Regions from separate parts of the Mus musculus genome. Here all the other regions are linked to region 5. A link is a contact called in public Hi-C and HiChIP or PLAC-seq data. All regions are on one chromosome and are shown on one strand. Each heading gives the region's core, a stretch centred on a gene start, on an enhancer-like site or on the middle of the called end of the contact. The rest is flanking DNA. Distances are from core to core; before and after follow the strand shown.

Evidence for each region. Hi-C and Micro-C count contacts between places; a contact is called where the count stands out from the background. HiChIP or PLAC-seq counts read pairs in DNA pulled down with a chosen protein or histone mark.
Region 1: a Hi-C map of uterus shows a contact between it and region 5. The contact joins the enhancer-like site here to the promoter of Fgfr2 in region 5. A contact is called at or near these places in 8 of 484 Hi-C or Micro-C datasets (cerebellar granule neurons, cerebral cortex, cortical neurons and 3 more), 9 of 115 datasets of contacts at active chromatin or transcription factors (the NIH/3T3 cell line, craniofacial prominence, embryonic forebrain and 5 more) and 1 of 9 other capture datasets (embryonic stem cells).
Region 2: a Hi-C map of the AML12 cell line shows a contact between it and region 5, with 5 times the contacts expected there. The contact joins the enhancer-like site here to the promoter of Fgfr2 in region 5. A contact is called at or near these places in 2 of 39 promoter capture datasets (Sertoli cells and embryonic stem cells), 1 of 15 datasets of contacts at CTCF or cohesin (embryonic stem cells), 24 of 484 Hi-C or Micro-C datasets (the AML12 cell line, differentiating embryonic stem cells, embryonic fibroblasts and 7 more), 19 of 115 datasets of contacts at active chromatin or transcription factors (the NIH/3T3 cell line, a beta-TC-6 cell line, craniofacial prominence and 9 more) and 3 of 9 other capture datasets (adipose tissue, embryonic stem cells and liver).
Region 3: a contact with region 5 is called in an H3K4me3 HiChIP or PLAC-seq map of embryonic limb bud, with 4 times the contacts expected there. The contact joins the enhancer-like site here to the promoter of Fgfr2 in region 5. A contact is called at or near these places in 3 of 39 promoter capture datasets (Sertoli cells, cancer-associated fibroblasts and embryonic stem cells), 22 of 484 Hi-C or Micro-C datasets (cerebral cortex, cortical glia, cortical neurons and 14 more), 17 of 115 datasets of contacts at active chromatin or transcription factors (the NIH/3T3 cell line, craniofacial prominence, embryonic forebrain and 9 more) and 3 of 9 other capture datasets (adipose tissue, embryonic stem cells and pancreatic islet).
Region 4: a contact with region 5 is called in an H3K4me3 HiChIP or PLAC-seq map of stem cell-derived neural progenitor cells, with 71 read pairs. The contact joins the enhancer-like site here to the promoter of Fgfr2 in region 5. A contact is called at or near these places in 2 of 39 promoter capture datasets (cancer-associated fibroblasts and embryonic stem cells), 4 of 484 Hi-C or Micro-C datasets (cortical neurons, liver and uterus), 20 of 115 datasets of contacts at active chromatin or transcription factors (the NIH/3T3 cell line, craniofacial prominence, embryonic forebrain and 10 more) and 3 of 9 other capture datasets (adipose tissue, liver and pancreatic islet).

Annotation. Positions count from the first base shown.
Region 1 is chr7:130,128,166-130,130,865 of GRCm38.p6, reverse strand. No RefSeq gene overlaps it. Among named protein-coding and RNA genes, the nearest start is that of Gm39096, 35 kb to the right of the region's middle. Within about 2 kb of position 1,450, at least 27 of the 459 cell types and tissues checked have an H3K27ac peak or open chromatin away from gene starts, as enhancers often do. A contact at or near this core is called in cortical neurons, nephron progenitors and uterus, where this site is marked.
Region 2 is chr7:130,097,674-130,100,373 of GRCm38.p6, reverse strand. No RefSeq gene overlaps it. Among named protein-coding and RNA genes, the nearest start is that of Gm39096, 4.1 kb to the right of the region's middle. Within about 2 kb of position 1,428, at least 19 of the 459 cell types and tissues checked have an H3K27ac peak or open chromatin away from gene starts, as enhancers often do. A contact at or near this core is called in the AML12 cell line, adipose tissue and uterus, where this site is marked.
Region 3 is chr7:130,063,241-130,065,940 of GRCm38.p6, reverse strand. No RefSeq gene overlaps it. Among named protein-coding and RNA genes, the nearest start is that of Gm23847, 29 kb to the right of the region's middle. Within about 2 kb of position 1,305, at least 10 of the 459 cell types and tissues checked have an H3K27ac peak or open chromatin away from gene starts, as enhancers often do. A contact at or near this core is called in craniofacial prominence and embryonic limb bud, where this site is marked.
Region 4 is chr7:130,046,951-130,049,650 of GRCm38.p6, reverse strand. No RefSeq gene overlaps it. Among named protein-coding and RNA genes, the nearest start is that of Gm23847, 13 kb to the right of the region's middle. Within about 2 kb of position 1,275, at least 13 of the 459 cell types and tissues checked have an H3K27ac peak or open chromatin away from gene starts, as enhancers often do.
Region 5 is chr7:130,265,368-130,268,067 of GRCm38.p6, reverse strand. Fgfr2 (fibroblast growth factor receptor 2) reads left to right here and starts at 1,260. Exons shown (of 18, transcript NM_010207.2): 1 at 1,260-2,274. RefSeq lists a promoter at 1,702-1,927.

The DNA of each region.
Region 1 (2,700 bases), core at 201-2,700, 140 kb after region 5:
ACACTTGCAATAATGACCATGGCACATAACAATTAAAAAATTATTTTTGCTTGTTTGTTTGAGAGAGGACTTCTCTGTGTAGCCCTGGCTGTCCTGGAATTTGATATGTTAGACCAGACTGGCCTCAAACTTAGAGATCTGCTTGCCTTTGCCTCCTGAGTGCTGGGATTAAAGGTGTGTACCACCATCACCCAGCTGACAAAAATTCTCTAAAAAGTCATTTTCAAATGTGTGTGTGTGTGTGCGTGTGTGTGTGTATTTGTAAGTGCAAGCATGAGCATGCCACAGCACACTCGTGTGATCAGGGCATAACCTCCATTGTCAATCCTTGCCTTCTACTTTGAGACAGCATTGCTCTGCATTGCCTGTGTGAGGCTAGCCTGCAGGCTTCCAGAGAACCTCTTGACTTTGGCTCCCATCGCTTCACAGATGGCCTGGGATTACAGATGCACACTACGGAGCTTGGCTTTTCTGTGGGTCTTGGGATCCAAACATGGGTCCTCAAATTTGCCTAGTAAGTAAGTGTTTGATCTGACGAGCCATCTCCTCAGCTCAACAACAACAAGGACTAACCACAAGTTCTTTTCTCTTATAGACAAGTCACCATCTTTGATATAAGAACACTGGCAGTTCAGGTTGAAAAAGTCACTCTCTTCATTTGTTCTCTGGCCATAGATTTGTGTGATTGCCGTGGGTATAGTGGAAGTCTGCCCATGAGGGTGGTGGCATGGAGGGAGGTAGAAGGCACCCAACTATGCTATGTAGAAAGAAAATTGCTTGCAGTAAAATCCCGAGACTTCGGCGCAGAGAACTCAGTGAATTTATATCGAGCAAACCAGATTAATACTCTTTTTTTTTTTTTTTGTCCCCCTTCCTCCTCTTCTGGTTCCTTTCAAATTATAAAAGAACTGGACAGAGGGAATCTTGTAACTGTAATTTGTTCCAGGTTTGAATAAAGCGTATTTGTGTCTTATGAAATCCTATGAGAAAAAAATGTAATTCAAATTGGCTTGGAGATGCAAGCTGTCAGATAGATTGAAGGCTGGATTATAAACCACGACTAATGAGAGCCTGCAACTCCACAGAGTCAGGGACGGCGTCCAAGAGAATCTCTGCAAGGTCCTACAGGGGAGGTAAACAGCCTATTAATTAAGGTAGCAGATGGTAGTAAATCGGGAGATGCTTCGGATTCCAAGGACAGAAAAAGAAATGAAAGCGGGGAAGTTGGATTGGGTGGTTAGAAAGCCCAGCACGAAGTCAATGACAGGAAAATAACAAGAGCTGCAGGTAGCCACCGAAGCAAGCGGCATTTGTGCTACCAAGGGGCTTAGAGAGGGGCTCGAAATGTCAGTGGGCTGGTGGAGAAGCTGCCGGCCAAGGGGGTTGGCGATGTCATGGTGTGGAGCCAGGACCCTGAGGAATGCCTGGGCTCGTGCGCGCAGGCTGAAGGCAGTAATTTCTGGGCAGGAGTCATCTTAAGGCCTCCTCAGGGGAATTTGCAGGCAAGAAAGCTGCCTGAGTATAAGGGACTAAATTGGATGCAAACTGAAGACCTAAATTAGCACCGGCGGAAAAGATGCAGGTGAGGTAAGCTGATGAGAGTGATTTAGTCGAAATGGTGAAGTGGGTGAAACTTGGGGATTTGGATTCCAGCCGCACCCCCACCCCCATCCCAAGCCTATGTACCCTTCCACCAGGCCCCCAGCTCAGCCACAGAACAGGGGATAATCATGTAGCCCTACTAAGCCCCAGTTTGTGGGAGATTCCTGTGCAATCACCCTCAGAGCACCTACACACCTTCCTTGTATCCCCATGTAGCAAACATAAGCATCATGGACATTCAGGAGGAGAAGGTGAGGCATTTTCGGCCACTTTGGATGAGAGAGAGCCATCTTTTGTCTTTTTTTTTTTTGAGATTATATTATGATGTAATCACATTATTTTTCCCTTCCCTTTCCTTCCTCCAAACCCTCCCATATACCCCTCCTTGCTCTCTTCCCAATCCACTGCCTCTTTCTTCATTAGTTGTATGTGTGTTATGTATATATACATATGCGTATATATTCCTAAGTATATATATTCCTCAGTCTGTACAAAGTTACCAGTACGTATGTACGTTTTCAGAGCTCACCATTTGGTATCAGATAAGCAGTTGGTATGCTCTTCCTTGGGGAAGATTCTTTCTCCCACTGTCAGCATTCCTTAGTTGCCCATAGTTCTTGGTGTAGGGTTGAGTCCTCATTGACTCCCCCCCTGTGTGCTGCATCGTGTCTGTTGCTGCTTTTGTGTCATTCAGCTGGTGTTTAGGCAGCCTCCCTGCTAAGACTTCTGGCTGTAGCTTCTGACATTACTAGGAAGTGGACTGGAAGAGCCAGAGGATCAGGGAGTTTGCTGTGAGAGTGTCTTCTAGTAACATTGGATCTTGTTTTTGGAACACAGAAGCTGGCCATGCTGTCAGTTAGAGAACAATCACATTTAACTCAGAGGATAGAAGCTAAAGCCATCATGTGATCTGAGAAAAACATATGGTGGAAATTACCCTTGAAAATCTCAGAAATTGCCCATAAAACACAGCTCTGAGCTGTCCTGTGAGAAGCTCTTTTCTGATGTCAAGTCCTCCAGCGCTGGGCTGATCAACGGTTTGCTTTCCAATGAGCTTGGGACCAAGAATAGCAGGTGATGTGTTTTTGTTTTGGGGTG
Region 2 (2,700 bases), core at 179-2,678, 170 kb after region 5:
GTGTGTAGTTCTGTATGTGTGTGAGTATATGTGTGTTTCTGTGTATACCTGTGTAAATGTGTGTACACTTGTGTGTGTATACGTGTGTACATGTGTGTATGTTTGTCTTCCTTATGCTTTTGCTTTCTTGAGATCTTAACATGCCAGTGTCCAATGCAAATATTGTTTACTGTCATCTTAAAACAGAATCAAAGATGTGACTATAGAGGAAGGTGACTATTCTCTTTCTCTTTAGAAGGAGAATTCACACATCGTGTCTGGCACACAGGCGGCTCTTTCATGTGCTCCTTTGATTTTGCGTTCTGCCTCTCTGGGTCTTTGTAGTTGAAAAGGTGCCGCGTTCCTCATCAACAAGAGTTCTGCCGAGATGTGCAGCAGCGTTGTTCCCAGAAGCAGGACTGGGGCTGCCTGGTCTTCAGTGGTGAAGGCCTTGAACCCAGGTGGTGTCTATAGGGCTCCAACCTTGGTGTGGCTTGCTCTCTGGGGCAGACCTGTCGGCACCTCTGTGTGTCACATCCCTTCCTTTGGAAGCATCAGCCTGAGTGGCTCTCTGAGCCCCTCCGTTGCCCATCACTATCCTTGCTAGTCATGTGCACGGCCACATCCGGCCAAGGCAGTCGTGAAGATTAAACTCCAGTGCCCCAGCACCTGCCTTCCTGTCCCCCTACCTTCATAGTGAGCTGCTGACTGACTTGTTTCGGGCTCACAATATCAGCAGTGTATTGTCACATGGTTCTAGGAGCCCAGAAATCTGAAATCAAGGCATTGGTTCCCCTAAAGGCTAAAGGGAGTCGTCCCTATCTATTCCAGTTTTTGAGCGCTGGGCCTTTCAGGATGTGCCAATATCCTTCCCTCTGTTTCTTGTGGCTCCCCTTTCTGTGTCTTTTTCTATCTCTTTGGACCTAAGGTCTAGTCTATTTTAAGGTGCTCTCATCTCCACCTCTACTTCAGTCATTGAACCCAAGAACCCTATTTCCGCCTAAGGTTCTACTCTAAGGTCCACCTCAACATTAGTGGGGTGAGGGAACCTGACAGTCATTCCACTGTGCAGCTCAGAGTGTATGCCCTGAACCTTCAGATAGCGAAGGTCCCTAATCCCCTTTGCTATCCAGGTGCATGGGAAAATTCTGGAACATTTGCCATCTCCTCTGAAGAACAGGCTATTTATGTAAAGCTACAGAAGATGTCTTGTAGGGTCACTTACCAGGTGGCTCATGCCAGGTGGTCTATGCCCAATGCCAGCAGCCAGGGGCTTGGTGACAGTCACTTCAGCTCCTTGGGAGCTCTTCTCTAGAGGAGAGTGCCATGTGAAGAAGTAATTACAATCTGTCCATTTCTCAGGCTAGTGAGAGAGCCCAAGGCTCCAACCAGAACAGTGTGTCGGAGCTGTTGACTTAGCATTCCAAGAGCTAGCTCAGCCCTGGCCCTGGCAGCGGCGAGCGGGCCTCACCCTTCTGGCCCCAGTCTCTGCAGCTGCCAGGGTACACAGTGTGTGCATGGGTTAATCGTTCTCCTCGGCCTCCTCTCCGCCCCAGTTTACTCTCTTTCTGGCCTTTATCTCTCTTGGAAGCATCTCAGCTGGCTTACTGCTGTTTAATTTTTCTCCCCTGGTGATGGATGTCTATACCTCCCCCCCCTTTTTTTCTCAAAAGACAAAACAAATTGTTTGCTTAACCTCCGTAGGAATAAGTGGGCCAGGGTTAGCGTGGGAAGGGAAGCATGTTTACTGTTCTGTGGGCAGAGCGTCCTGGGTATTTCCAAAGAGATTCTTGACTGACTCACCTTTTATTATCTGAAGCGCACTTAAAAAGTAACTCTTCCATTTCTTCCCTGGATGTCCCCTTTCTTATTTTAATGTCCCTGTCCTCGCACAGTCATGGCCACAGGCGGCCAGGGCACTGCCAGCCCTTGCTTTCCTTTTTCTTCTCATTTAGATGAGCGCACGGAAGGGAGTTGGCACGTGAGATGCTATTTGTTGAATGGCTGGTGGAACATCATATACCATCATCTATGGAATTATATGAGGTTGAAGGAGGTCCAGGGTTAGGAGACTGATCCTGTTACACAATGCTGAGAAGAACTAACTGTAAAACAAATTCCAAAGGGAATGTTTCTCAAAGTGGACAGGTACATTGCAGTCATCTGGGCAGAGGACACCGGTTAGAAGTAGGGATGCTTAAATCCCCTTGGAGAGTCTGAATCCATGAACAAAGCATCTGGCAGTGATCTTTTCTGGATGGTCCTCAGGATCCAATACGCCCCTGGGGTGGAATGCTAGTCCCCAGGCTTGATCTTAGATGGAGCCAATCAATCCCTAAAATCAAGATCACCTCGAAGTAGACCCCAACTTGAGCCTCGGCTTGGAAGTGTCCCACACGAGTCCACTATACACTGAAGGCTAAGGCCCCTTCTCATGCCCCTATTGTAACTGGAAGGCTGACGAGGCTCAGATTGAGTAGGTCTTCAGTGGGTGAGCGCTTGATGTCTCCATTGAGTTTCTAGGAGATGTTGCTGCTGCTTCCTGCTAAGACTACTGTATGGAAGCCACAGTCCAGAGGCCAAGTTTGTCCCCGTCTACCATTATCTTGTCTTCGGGTATTGTTTGACCCTACTTGTCCTCTTCCCTCATGCCAAGCCTTCCCCTGATACACAGGACATCAGCATTTGTTTTAGTCCACTGGGCCAAGGTGTGTGTGCTGC
Region 3 (2,700 bases), core at 56-2,555, 200 kb after region 5:
TCACAGATAGGCATCCAAAGTCCTTTCAGTGAAGTCACAGGACTGCAGAGACAATCATATTCCAGCTTAAGTAACTATTTGCTTCAGAACTCCCCCCAACCCCCAGCTGGCTAGATCAAAGTCTCTGTAGTATCTCCTGCTCACTGGGCTCAATCTGTGTCCTCAGCACTTGCAGGGTTGATTGACAGCTGTCCAGGGTCTTGGCCATGAGCCCTCATACAGAGGCTGCCTAGAAAAGCCATCCTAACCACTCCAAAAAACCCCACTGTAACTAGAGGTGATGAATCTTCAACTGTAAGGTGTAGCAAATACTATTGTAATATGTGCGTGATCGAGAAGGCTTTCATTGAATGTCTATAAGATGAGATAAACGTGTGCATGTGTGTGTGTGTGTGTGTGTGTGCATGTGTAAGATTTTATTTAGAGGTAGAACCACGAAGATTGATAGCTGTGAACTTGAGGGCTGCCTGAACTACATAGTAAGTTTCAGGCCAGTTTGGGCTACAGTGTATGACTGGGTCTCAAATAGTAAACAGAAAGAAAGAAAGAAAGAAAGAAAGAAAGAAAGAAAGAAAGAAAGAAAGAAAGAAAGAAAGAGAGAGAGAGAGAGAGAAAGAAAGAAAGTGAAGGAAGAAAGAGAGAGAGAAAGAAAGAAAGAAAGAAAGAGAGAAAGAGAGAGAGAGAAAGAAAGAAAGAAAGAAAGAAAGAAAGAAAGAAAGAAAGAAAGAAAGAAAGAAAGAAAGAAAGAAAGAGAAAGAGAGAAAGAAAGAAAGGATGGAAGGAAGGAAGGAAGGAAGGAAGGAAGGAAGGAAGGAAGGGAGAGAGCGATGTAGATTCCTCAACTTTAGCAAACAAAAACTATCCAGAACCACTGTTGATACTTAACAGAGCATTTTCCTTCCTTAGTTACTCAAGAAACAGCTGTAGCACCTCCAAGGTACCAGTATTTATTGTGAGGGAGTCACACAGGTAAACCCATTGACTCTTTACAACTATTCCAAGATATGCCTTCTCCTGTCTCCACTCTGTGAATATGTGAATGGTAGGATAGGCAGGTTTGCCTGTGATCTACAGAGTATCTTTTAGAACTGACATCTGCAGCTCTAAGTCACACATTGGCAGCCTTACAATGCCCTTGACACTGTGCTAGCCAACAAGGAGGTCACAAGGACAGGGGTTGGAGGATGCCGAGATCTGCAGATGTGGTGTCAGGCTGCCGTCTGGACTCTGGACAGCCTTGACAGAGGCCAGGCGGTTATTAGATGGTAATGAACACAGGCCACTGTGCACCGTCAGCGACCCGAACCAGATGTGACAAGGCTCTCAGAAGTTTGCATTCCACAGTTGATTGGTGGGGACCTAGAGGCAGCCTCAGCGCTAGCTCCAGCCTCAGCTTCAACATTTACTGTTCCACTCCTATTTAATGGATACCTTGAGTGTTCTTTAGAAATAAGAAATGATTTACTAACTGCCAAGTCACCAGTTAGAGTTATAAGTTGTCTGAAATTTATCATACTAAAAATTATAATGGATTTTATGGACATAATGAAATAGGGAGTAAGTGGAGAATCAATAAACGTCTTAGCTATTTGTTCCACACACTATAGAAGATCCCTTGTGCTCCCGTGGTCTGGTCCCTTCATGGGGGGAGGAGAATTGTCCCTTTAGGAGAAGGAGAAGGGCTTTTAAATGATCATATTTTTAAAGGCCGTGGAGGGGGGAGGAAGAGAAATATGTCTTAAAGTGGCTTCTATGTGTTAGTGCTGGGTTTCTTGAATTACTGCATTATAGAGTTAGTAAATGTCTTTTGACCCAGATAAGCATACCTCCCTGTAACTGCCACAAAGTTCCAAGCAGTGTTGAAGTGTTACTTAAGGAGAGCGATGTGGAATTACTGAGAAGAAAATTTCCATTTTCTCCCTAGGCTGACATTTCCACGCACTAGGACAGAGTCTCATTCAAGGGACTTGGGTATCCTGGGACAGGGGAGCCTGGCTCAGGAATAGGCAGATGGGGAGATGGGGAAGTGTTTGTTTGTTTGGGGGTTGGCCTTGTCCCAAACAGGAACCTGGAAGCAGGGAATGATAGTAGGTGGTCTCCTGTGTAGGGCACATTCATGGTGAGGATGGAACACCTCATAACACCATCCTACTCAAAGGGGCTCTGCTACCTCTCTGGGGCTGAGTCTTAGCACTGGAAACAAAATGAGAACTGAAAACAAACAAACAAACGAACAAAAAGAAGTAATTACAGTGGAATGTAGAAGGGCCTCAGAGAGTCGTGGTAGCAAGAAGACAGTAACCAACCAGTGTTTGGCCAACTGGATGTAGCTTATGGGTCTGGGGTGTTTGAGATGGAGTTGAGGCATAGGCAGCAGTTTGAAGGATGCCAATGACGAGTTGAACAAAGACATCCATCCCTAAGTGCTAGGACCAGATTTCTTGTGGTAAGGCAGAAGGAAGAGTCATTTGGTCCTCCAAGAACTTTTGATTTGGGAAAAAAGAATACAAAAGAACTTCATTACTCCTTGGCTAACTTTAATCCCCCCTCCCCTCTTCCTTTATTCTAAAGCTACTTAGTGAGGACATATCTGGAACAAAGCTGGTTAAGCCATATGCTTACTTCATGTAAATGGAACACACAAGTTGTTATTGTGATTGATAGCTTTTAAATATTTAGACTCATGGGGATGGGGGATGT
Region 4 (2,700 bases), core at 26-2,525, 220 kb after region 5:
CATCAGCTGGGCACCAGGGGTCATTCACATACATGATCTCCATCAGGGAAAGCCTATTAAAGGCCCCCGGGGACTTTCACTGCCTCTGGATTGCTTAGCACCCCTGCCCCTGGAGAAAGTACCTTCAAGTAGTCTTAAGATCTGCCTCTTAAGGTTTATTTCATATAAGGAGATGAACTGGCGGTGCTCAGAGGCTATCCCAGCAAGGAGTAAGCTTTCTTGTTGGGATCAGCAATGGCTCTTATCTGGCTCCTTACTTTTCTATATAATCTGACAAATGATAATACTCCTTTTTGTGTGGTAGGAATTTTATAATCTGATGCAGATGCTTCTTGGCCTATAGACTTCAACCTGTGATGGGTGTACTGGGCTGACATTCTGCCGATGCCCATCATAAAATGGGAATGTCATGAGCAGAAAATGTATGAGCAGCCAAATAAACACCACAACAATACTGCATAGTGCATTCCAGAGGAGCCTCCGAGTCCCCTTGTCATGGTGACGCTCACTGATAGGCACCATCATAAATTGACAAAGTTGTTCAGTTGAGCCATCCTAAGATGAGGACTGTGTGTATATGCGTGTACATGTGTGTCTCTGTGAAACCCTCCCTAGGCAGAGAGACAACTCTTAACATTCCTTCATGGTTTGCAATGGAGGCTGGAGAGCTTTGAAGAACTATCAACTATCTCCAATCTTAAAATCTGTAAAGACTCAATCCAACTCTCAGACATGGCCTCAAACCCACTATGAATCTCCAAGAAACTTCTCCCACAGAGAGCCCTAATTTGCCCTCTCCTTATGATCTGTGCCCCATAGAAAAGCTTATAGCTTTGCACTAGTGTGTCTTCCATTGGCTGATTCAGTTCATTCAAAGCTCTCGTCCTTGCTCTCTTATAAACCTCTGAGTGACAATGGGACAATGCCCCCTCTCTTCCCTCTCCCACTTGTCCTTTTATTCCACAAGGAGGTAAAATGCACCATGTTGTGTGTGTTTCTCTGTCACACACACCCCCACACACACCTCCCTAGGAGGTTTCCAGGAGAGCCAAAAGCCATAATAAAGATACCACTAATGTTTAACCCATTTGGTCAAACAAGTGCAAAGGCCGAGGGACACCAGAGGACTTTATTTAAAAGTCTGCTGCTGGGAAGAGAGCTTTGGGGCCTGCTGGTCGCTTTTCTTGTCTGATGTCCAGTCCTGGAGAGAAGCTGTTTGGACCATTGTGTCGGGGAACCTAAATATTCCTCCTACTGCATTCTGTGGAGTGGATGCCAGGCCTTTCAGAAACCAAGAGGCCTGGAGGGGGACTGGCCCAATTGGCCACTTCAGAAGAGAGCAGGGAGGGAGCCAGCCCGGAAAACAATGGGGCCCTGGGCTTTGTAACTCTGAGCCCTGTGGCCCCTTGCCCCTCTAAACCCTCCTCCTTTGACCTCTCCGAATTGGGCCAAACAATGGAATTCTAAGAAAGCCAAAATGTAAGCAGCTCTCCCAAGGATTTTACATTTCTACTTAAAGCCTTGTTTCCAGATGGAAGAAAGTTGGTGCACCGCTCAGGGAGGTTTCTCCTGGAGTAATTCACATTAGGCCCCATGAAATGGGTTGATGGCTCTGCCAGCGAGTGGTGCTGCTGATCCCAGGGCCTTCTAAGTCCTCCGGACCTTTGAAATCCCTGCTTGGTCCTAGTGGCCACAGCAGGCTCTGAAAAGCTTTACTTTGAAGCAGACTGAAACTCACAGATCAAAAACTACTTTCAGCCATCAGTCATTCCCATGGAGATGTGAAACTGACCCGGATAATGTGTTGGTGAGGGTGGGGCACTGTGTTGGGTTGTTAACGGCTGCCTTTGCGGTGAGTTAGCTATGCTCTCTTCCTATTCATTTCTGATTTGAGAAATGCGGAGAACCAAAGTGCAAGATGAATTCCACTTGTGAGTTATTGGTTAGTGGGTGGAAGAGCCTTGGAGAGTTAACACACAGACCTCAAGACTTTGAAGGTTTGTGCCTCCACAGAACGGCTGGACCACAGTGGAAATTGGAAGGAGACATATAGTCCTGTTTCTGATGTGTTTCCATAGTTTTTTGGTTTAGGTTGAACCGAGCACTTTGTGCAAACAGTCTTCCTGGTGACATATACTTCCACTTCTCCTTTTTTTTTTTTTTCCGACCTAGAAGCGCCCACATTTTCCAACCTCAGAAGGATATTTCCATTCAGATCAGCTTGAAACTTGAGAGTGCTTCTTGAGGACTACCAGTTTCTTATCCTTAAGCTCCTTCTACTTGTGTTTATGGAAAGCGGAAATAGAATGCTGGGGAGATGGCTCAGTGGGTAGAGTGCTTACTATACAAGTGTGAGGACCCGAGTTCAAATCCCCAGACCGCACATAAAGCTGAGAGTGGTGGTATGTGTCTATATTCCCAGGGCCCTTGTGACGAGATGACAGAGGCAGAAAAAGCCCCAGAATCTTGTAAGGCAGCTGTCCTGTGTGAAGCAGCAAACAATAAAGAGATCTTGTTTCAGACAAGGTGAAAGGTGAGGACCAACACTCAAGGTTGCCCTCTGACCTCCACATATGTCTGAGGTGTGCATGTACCTGCACTCACACATACAAACATGCGTGCAAAATACACACACACACACACACACACACACACACACACACACACACACACTTTTAAAAAGTGGAAATACAGAGTTTC
Region 5 (2,700 bases), core at 11-2,510:
CTTTTCTGAACTTAGTGACCTATTTGAGCCAGGATCTTATATAGCCCAGGGCTGACACAAACTCAGCATGTACCTGAAACCATTTTCAAGCTCCCGAACTTCTCTTTATCCTGCGAGGTCTGGGACCTCAATAATTGACCCAATAATTAAGATTCAATTTATTTAGACAAAATGTAGCTGGCTTCAAACTTACTATGTAGACCAAGTTGGCCCCCAAACACAAGGCAATCCTCCTGCCTCACACTTCTGAGTGCTAGAGTTACAATTTATATGGCCTTGACTTTAAACACAACTGCTCAAGGGATGAAAGAGAGAAAGGGAGTGCGTACTGAAAGATAAATGATCTCAAGGTAGTCTAGTGGGAGAGACAAATGGGAGATGCCAATCATTACAGCCCGGCCTGACATTTAGTTAAAGAATCCTGCTTTGCAACAGAAGAGTGTAAGAGTCAGGGAGAGAATCCAATTTGCTCACGGTCAGATGACTTGGTTTTTGGTAGAGTGAGTGTGTTTTCTGTTTCTGATTCTTTGTTTCTTTCTCTGTTTCTTTCTTAGGTGGCATGGAGATCAGGCCTTGTACATGCAAGGCAAGCGTTCTACTACTAGGCTACATCTCCAACACCTCTCTAGACTCTTTCAAGTTTCTTCCCCCTCTCATTAATTAATTAATTAATTAATTTTCATTTTATTTGATTGGTATGGATGTTTGCCTGCATGTCTGTCTGCACATTGTGCATGCAGTATCTCTGAAGGCCAGAAGAGGGCGTCGGGACTCCTGGAACTGGACTTAGAGGTGATTGTGAGCAAGCCAAGTGGATGCTGGGAATTGAACCAATCTCTGGCAGTATTCTTAAACTACGGAGCCATTTCTCCAGCCCTACTTTCTTTTAAATATTTATTTCTATTTTTAAACTATATGCCTGTATCTTTGTGTTCACGAGTGCAGTTTCCTAAGGAGACCAGAGGCTTTGGATGACTCTGCAACTGGGGTTACAGGCCATTGTGAGGGACTGATATTTAGCCAGCAACTGGCTTTTGGCCTTTAAGAAGGCAGGAAGCACTCTGAACTGCTGATCCATCTCCAGCCCTCCTTTGGATTTCTTTATGTTAACCTACATTGATACTATTAAAGATGTTTTCTGTTGTAGATTGCCTTTTCCCATGGCAGCCACATTAAAGGGCTCATCCAGCAGCCGGTTGTGTTAACCTCTCCGATCTTCAGTTTTCTTGTCAGAATCTGGTTCTGTTACTCTGCAGGCAGATGTGCGGATAAGTACAATTACCTATTCACGTGTTCCCTTCCTAAAGGAGGGTTTCCCAAACACTCGTCCCCTGTCTATTGTTCAGAGGAACAAGACAACGCAACATCTCCCACGAACATCCGCTGCTTCCACCCTCAAAGCTTCATGACATGAAATGTCTGGCCCCAGTATGCTGCAGACCTATTCTAAGGTGTCTGAAGTTGCACAGCATTCTGTCATTTGTTTCCTAACTTGACATAAAACAACGTAACGCATCCACTGTGCACCAAAGCTGGCTAGGAACTGGGGCAGTGGCGTACAGAGGCCGTTCACCAACAGGGTTCCGAGAGGTCATCTGTGCACCCCTGCGGGCAGCGCGGCGGGGCCCCTCGCCTGCCTGGCGGGTGTCTCTTTGCGGCTGCTAGGCTTCGGGGGCAGCGCGGGGCTCGGGACTGCCCCAGCGCGAGGCGCTGATTGGCAGAGCGGGCGCCGCCGTCCAGGAAACGGCTCGGGTTTCAGCGGGGGGCGTGACCCGCCCGAGGAGGCTGCGGCGGCGGCGCGGGCGGCGAGGGGAGAGAGCCGGGAGAGGCGAGCGGCGGCGGCGGCAGGCGCGGAACGGGCGCACGGACGATCGAACGCGCGGCCGCCAGAGCTCCGGCGCGGGGGCTGCCTGTGTGTTCCTGGCCCGGCGTGGCGACTGCTCTCCGGGCTGGCGGGGGCCGGGCGTGAGCCCCCGGGCCTCAGCGTTCCTGAGCGCTGCGAGTGTTCACTACTCGCCAGCAAAGTTTGGAGTAGGCAACGCCAAGCTCCAGTCCTTTCTTCTGCTGCTGCCCAGATCCGAGAGCAGCTCCGGTGTCATGTCCTAGCTGTTCTGCGATCCCCGGCGCGCGTGAAGCCTCGGAACCTTGGCGCCGGCTGCTACCCAAGGAATCGTTCTCTTTTTGGAGTTTTCCTCCGAGATCATCGCCTGCTCCATCCCGATCCACTCTGGGCTCCGGCGCAGCACCGAGCGCAGAGGAGCGCTGCCATTCAAGGTAATCGTCGTGCCGAACGCCTCTGGGAGCTTCGCCAGCCGGGAAAGTGGGTGCCGTGGGAGGATGCGGGGGCGCAGGATCCCCGGGAGGAAGGCGCGGGTAAACCTATTTGGGGGCGCACCCTGTCAGTCTCTGACTGTATTGGTGATGGAGGAGTGGATGAATGCGGATGGCTGGCTTTGGGGGAGTTCTTTCAGCACCTCCATCCCAATGCTGACATCTGCCTCTGCCGCTGGCACCCCTTTCCTGTCAGACTCCGGCGGGCACAGTCCTGCCTACTGGGCGCGTTCCTTTGAGCTCAGAGCCGGCGCGCCGTGGGGCCGCCTGCCAGTGGCACAGCCCATAGGCGGTTCGGGAAGGGCATCTTTGGGGTGCCTGGTCCTTGGATTCTGGAAGCTCCAGCCTGGTACTACACAAACCCTTATG